Linked DNA regions of Mus musculus: region 2 is linked to region 1. The links are chromatin contacts, called in public promoter capture Hi-C maps. All regions are on one chromosome and are shown on one strand. The core of a region is the stretch at or near the end of the contact, and the rest is flanking DNA. Distances in the headings are between cores, read along the strand shown. Region 1 holds the start of Srpk3 (serine/arginine-rich protein specific kinase 3). Region 2 holds the start of Plxna3 (plexin A3).

Region 1 (2,967 bases), core at 247-2,746:
TTGAGATAAGTACTGCCACTGCCAAGCCCCCTCCACTTTATTCAGAAGTTTCTGGCTAGTCTCCTATCTTCACTTTTGCCCCTTTATTCTCATCTAAAAACAATTAGTCTCTCTCATACTCTCATCTCATTCTGTTTTAATTTTACGTACATGAATGTTTTGCCTGCATGTATGTCTATATACTCCTTGTTGTGTCTGGTGGCCAGGAAGGCCAGAAGAGGGTGTCAATCCTCTGGGAACTAGAGTTGTAGACATGTGAGCTGCCACATGGGTCTTGGGAATTGAACTTGGACAATAGTTGCCAGTATTCTTAACCACTGAGCCATCTCTCCAGGTGGTTTTTATTTTTAAAGATAGGGTTTCATGCATTCCAGGCTGGCCTTAAACTTGCTATGTAGCTGAGCATAACCTGGAACTTCTGAGTACTTCTTGAGTATTGAGAGTACAGGCACATTCCACCACAACTGGTTTATTAAGTACTAGGCATCACCTTACCAACTTTAGAAAGCCCAAAAGAGCAAAAGTACTTGTCTACTTTTCTGGAACTCTCTCTCCAGTGACACCCATAGACTCCAGATAGGGTCTCAGTTGTTTTCCCAGGTCCTAGTATTCTGTAGCATGCTGGCACAGTATATCCTGAGTGCTTCTGGGGACTTAATGCTTTCTGGTCACTCAAGATGCACAGGATCCCTCAGTTACCAACTAGCTCATGGGCAATAACTGTGTGTTTTTTCTTCTCCTGGTGGACATGGCAGAGTTGGCCTAAATGGGAACCTGCAAATGTTGATGGGGACAGCAAGGCAGAAGTGGTCAGCTCTAGAGCTAGGGTGTGTTATGTAAATCTGATGAGCCTTTTGCCTCTAATGGGAGGAATGAGTTGCCTTTAACTCTTGCCTTTGACCCCTGCTCAGCCACATAGAGGGGAGGTCTGGGCTCCCACCTGCCTAGGGGGTGCGTCTATGAGTTACAAAAGAGCTGGGATCAGGGTTGAGATTGAGCAGAGCATGGGGTTTAGGTGGGATTGGTGGGGGTCACCTCTAAAAGGACACTTATATGGGTTAAGTGGGAAGTTCCAGAATGCATCAAGTACCCTGCAACATTTGGAGAGAGCTCAGCCAAAGGACCTGGTCATCATATCAACTTCATTCTTTCATAGGAGCCTCCCCTCCCTACAACCTTAGAGTACAGGAACTCCAGACTGCTCCATCTCCATGCAGAGGTCTTCCTTGGCTAGTCCTACACTGTGGGGAATCAGCCTAGGGACAGAGTTGCTATCATAACCCCAGCTTGATGGCTCCCTCTGTCTCTAGAGTGTGGGTGAAAACAGAGCAGGGGTGTTTGGCTTAGGGGCTGGACTCTCCAGGCTGCCATCAGTGCACTACCCCCTCCCTGTTCTGCATACCTTGCCCACAGCTGAGCAGCTGGGAGGCTATTTATAAAGGCGAGTGAGATCAGCGGCAGAAGCTATAAATGCACTGGCCACGGCTGGGCCCCACAGGAACAGCGGTCCAGTGCACCAGAGCTTTGGGCTGCGACATCAGGATGAGTGCCAATGCCGGTGGTAGTGGTAGTGTGGATTGTGGCGGCAGCAGCAGCAGGTATGACCAGGCTGGGGAGACTGGGGTCCCCTGCTCCCTGTGAGCTCACTGTCTGCATCCTCCTCCTTCACCCACAGCTCTCAGACTTCCTGTGGGCCTGAGTCCTCAGGCTCTGAATTAACTCCAGCCACACCAGCACCTCGTTTGCTGCAGGGACTCCTGGGCTCTGATGATGAGGAACAGGAAGACCCTAAGGACTATTGCAAGGGTAAGGCCTGGCCCTGGCTGCATGTGGCCAGCCGGATTGCCACTGCAAGGGCTCAGGACAGCTTGAGAGTAAAAAGTTGCCAAGACTAGGCCCACGTGAGATAGATGACCAGCAGGACATTGATATTGAGGTATAAGGGAGAGATGCCCTACTCTGATCTTTTGGTTCCCTTCTGCAGGTGGTTACTACCCAGTGAAGATCGGTGATTTGTTCAATGGGCGGTACCATGTGGTGCGAAAGCTAGGCTGGGGCCATTTCTCTACAGTCTGGCTCTGCTGGGATATTCAGTGAGTAGCTGGGATCTGCCTATGGGTTTGGTTAAGACCACCACCGTGAGAACATGTGACTCTGGCAAGGTCTGGCAGCCTATGAGGGTCTCCATATTACAGGCGCAAGCGCTTTGTGGCCCTGAAAGTGGTGAAGAGTGCAGGACATTACACTGAGACAGCCGTGGATGAGATCAAGCTCCTGAAATGTGTAAGGCACCTCCCCTACTGCTCCCAGCCCCTTGAACTGCCTTGGGCCTGGCAATGTGAATGCAGGGCCTGCTGGGGCTCTACAGAGTGGGGCGGGGCTCCCAGAGGGGACAGGCTCCAGCTGACTCTGCCAAGTAAAAGGACCCGGAGAGCAGAGGCAGCTGGCTTTCTTCAAGTGGGCCCCAGCTGGACTGGGAAAGGGGGATAGAAGTGCTTCAGGGGATATGAGCAGAGCAGTGTTGAGGAGCAGGTTGGAGTCATCTGTGGCTCCTTGCCTTTTGTTTCAGGTCAGGGACAGTGACCCTAGTGACCCCAAAAGGGAGACCATTGTTCAACTTATCGATGACTTCAGGATCTCAGGAGTAAATGGAGTCCGTATCCTTTGCAGAACGAGCAATATGGCAGTCAAAGATCCACATTGCATCATGGGATTTAGCCCTTGCGGGAAGAGCCTATAAAACAACTTCATCCCTTTGGGCACTTGTGTTTCTGAGTAGGGGGAACACAGGTAATTAGGTTGACTGTGATTATCTGCTGAGTGACTCCCAAATATAAAAGGCTACTTTTGAGGCCTACTTGGGCAGAAGAGTAAAGCTGGAGTGAGATATCTGTAGGATGACAAGAGGTACCATCTCGACTGGCATATCCGTGACAGTGACAGAAACATTCTAAATAATAAACTTGG
Region 2 (2,967 bases), core at 293-2,792, 550 kb after region 1:
TTCCAAAGGCAGCTAGCAGAAACTGACTTCCAGGCAGCTAGGTATTAAAGCCCACACCCACAGTGACACACCTATTCCAACCAGGCTACACCTCCTAATAGTGCCACTCCCTGGCCCAAGCACATACAAAGAAGTAAGCAAACAGCCCAAAGAGGAAAACAAAAAAATGTGTCAGTTGATGAAAGAATAAATAAAATGTGGCTTACCCATGCAACAGGATATTATTTGGCCCCAAAAGGAAGTCTTGATCCATGGTACAACTCTGACAAAACCTGAAAATATTAAAAGAATGAGTCGACATAAAAATATATTTATATTGTATAGTTCCATTTATTTGAGATATCCTTAAGAGGCAACCCCACAGTCAGTAAGGACAGAGCGTTTCCCAGAGCTTGGGTATATATATATATGAGGGGAATTGAGACTGATAGCTAACTCCTACAGAGTTTCTTTTAGAAGTGATGAAAATGTTCAAGAATTAGATGGCAGAAATGGTTGCACATCTTTAGGATTATATTAAAACGCCACTGAATTGTCTGTATACATTAAATACAGGACTTATATGAAAACTGAATTATATCTCAATAAAGCGGTTTACAACGGAAAAAAAAAGAGGCTAGAAAGATGGCTCAATGGTTAAGAGCACCTGCTACTGTACTGCAGCTCTATGGTGTCTAATGCTCTCAGATGGTCTTCTTGGGTGCGTGCGCATGCACACACAAAGAATAACTGTAGCAGTGGAAAATACTTGTATTCCAGAACATGGGAAGGTGAAGCTGGAGGATCACTGTAAGTTCAAGGCCAGCCTGGGGTACAGTAGGAGGCACTATCTCAACACAACATGGAAAAAATGCAGCTGTGATGGCATAGACCCATAATGATCCCAGTATTGGGAGGATGAAGCAGAAGGGTAGTCAGTTCGAGACCACTCTGTACTAAAGGGAAAATAAATTCAAGAAAAAAAAGAGAAAGCAATGGAATTAAATCCCAGATTCAGCAGATTCAGAGTCATGGTGACTTGCTGAGGAAAGAACTAGGTGAAAATGGCTATAAGTTGCAGTACTCCAAGCTTCGTGGCGGGTATTAGCCCACCAGTTTATGGATCATTGGAGAAAGAGCCCTGAGTTAGGGGGCAATCTTTGTTTGTGCGGTTTTGTTGGACCGGCCAAAGCAATATCTTGCAACAGTAGCAGGTGGCCACGGGCTCCTGGAGGCGCGCACTCCAGGCCCAAGGGGGTGTGGCGCGGCCGCGCACAGATTCCAGGGTTGCTGAAGGCAGCAGGCGGGGAGCTGGGGGTGTGGAGAGGCCCGCGCCTAGGACTCAGCCATTGAGCAAAGGGGGCTGTTCTCAGGAAGGGATCCCCAGAGACCCATGAGAGGCTTGCTTCTTGCACTAGAGTCCTGGGCCCCAGGGCCTAGCGGCCTCCCCCAACCGCCATGCGCTCTGCTTCTTAGGGCCCCGGCCCGCCCTCTCTGGGAGCCCCCTCCCGGTGTGGTGGTACGGTCCGGGTTTAAAAGGCCCAGGCGGCCGCAGGCCAGCCCAGTGTGTGGGCGGCGGCGGTTGCAGATTTTGCAGCGTGCGAGGCGAGGCTGCGGGGCCAAGCGAGGGGGGCGGCTGTTGGGCACGGGGCGGGGGGGCACGTCCACGTGGCCACGGGTGGCCACCCCGAGTCAGTCGCGGTGGAGGGACAGGTAGGTGGTCGCCATCCTTAAAGCCTGTGCGCCAATAGTCTGCTGGATGGCAGAGGTTTCAGACAGCCTGGGGGTCCAGATGGTTTCTGGGGTCAGGCCCTGTCCCTCCCTACCTCTCCAGACCAGGCTTGCCAAGCACTCCGTACCCTGAGCGGGAAGAGACAGCCAACTCGATCATAGTCCTATTGGTTGATAGAACCCTTTTGTAGAGGAGGAGCAGCATCTCTGAGCATTGCTGTAGCCTCTGTATTGACTAAGGTATCTGCGGGTCTGCTCAGGGTGCCCCCATTGGGGGCAGGACTGGTTGGGTTCATGGCATAGAGGGGAGCATTGTGGAAGAGCGGGCTGTGGACCTGCATATTTATATGGAGCTTTCCTCATCATCGCGCTCTTTGCTGGCAGGACTGTAGCAGAGGGGCTGGGTGCGACTGTGATGCTTGAGGTTGCCACTTAGAGGTGGGGGCTGGGGTGGGGTCTTGGGCTGCCAATTACCACTTTCCAGGTCTCCTTTCCAACCTGTCCCGGCCAGTTCCTAAAATTTGGCTTTTCTGTAGAGTGTAGAAGAGGTGAAGGTAGGGTGCAGTCGCTTTTCTCTTTTGCTTTCCTTTCTTCTCTGGTTGTTGCATGAGGGGTCTGGGATGCAGACCCGACAAAAGAGCCCCAGAGCGCTGATCACTCTGAGCTGAAACTTGGCACTTTCAAGCTGGAATTGCTCCATGTTCTAGCAAATGCTGGCTTTTCTTTCTCTTTGCTGTGGCCCCCACCCCCCACCCCATTCTGAGTCCCTCCTGTGTCTCTTGGGAATTGGGCACTGAGAGGGTAGCACTGAGCTCTGCCCCATTAGTTACAGAGACACTGCTCTGCTGTCTTTGCAGCCTGGGGCTGGCTGGGTGTGGCCCGGGGGGTGAATGCCAGCATTGGCCCTATTTGTTTAGGGGAAGGGGTAGTACTCCATAGCCTTAAGGCTTCAACTGTATTTGAGGATGCTGGTTTCTACATATAATACTTCTGGGACTCTCAAAAGTGGGTTATACCCTTCTGCCAATATCCCTCTCTGACTAACCTTTGGCTCTTCAGGGAGAGCCACACAGGCCTGGCAGAGCATTTGTCTGCCTGTGTCTGAGCAAAGCTTGACTGATGTCTGTCTCAGCGAGAGTCTTGGCTTTGTGTTGCAGTGGAAAGGCCAGACAGCAGACTCCTGGATAAGCAGCCAAGGCCCTCAAAGGGAGAAAGCACCTGAGGCCATGAGTTGGAGATGTAGTGGCACTGAAACCA

Evidence for each region. Promoter capture Hi-C pulls out the DNA fragments that hold promoters and counts their contacts.
Region 2: a contact with region 1 is called in a promoter capture Hi-C map of hippocampal neurons, with 4 times the contacts expected there. The contact joins the promoter of Plxna3 here to the promoter of Srpk3 in region 1. A contact is called at or near these places in 6 of 39 promoter capture datasets (the C10 cell line, hippocampal neurons, liver and 2 more), 2 of 115 datasets of contacts at active chromatin or transcription factors (cardiomyocytes and double positive thymocytes) and 2 of 9 other capture datasets (adipose tissue and liver).

What each region holds. Positions count from the first base shown.
Region 1 is chrX:73,772,909-73,775,875 of GRCm38.p6, forward strand. It overlaps Srpk3 (serine/arginine-rich protein specific kinase 3), which reads left to right and starts at 1,497. Exons shown (of 15, transcript NM_019684.2): 1 at 1,497-1,598; 2 at 1,676-1,806; 3 at 1,985-2,093; 4 at 2,196-2,283; 5 at 2,570-2,657. The coding sequence starts at 1,543.
Region 2 is chrX:74,327,524-74,330,490 of GRCm38.p6, forward strand. Plxna3 (plexin A3) reads left to right here and starts at 1,543. Exons shown (of 33, transcript NM_008883.2): 1 at 1,543-1,692. Gm39520 (a long non-coding RNA gene) reads right to left here and starts at 767. Exons shown (of 4, transcript XR_878127.3): 1 at 647-767; 2 at 207-272.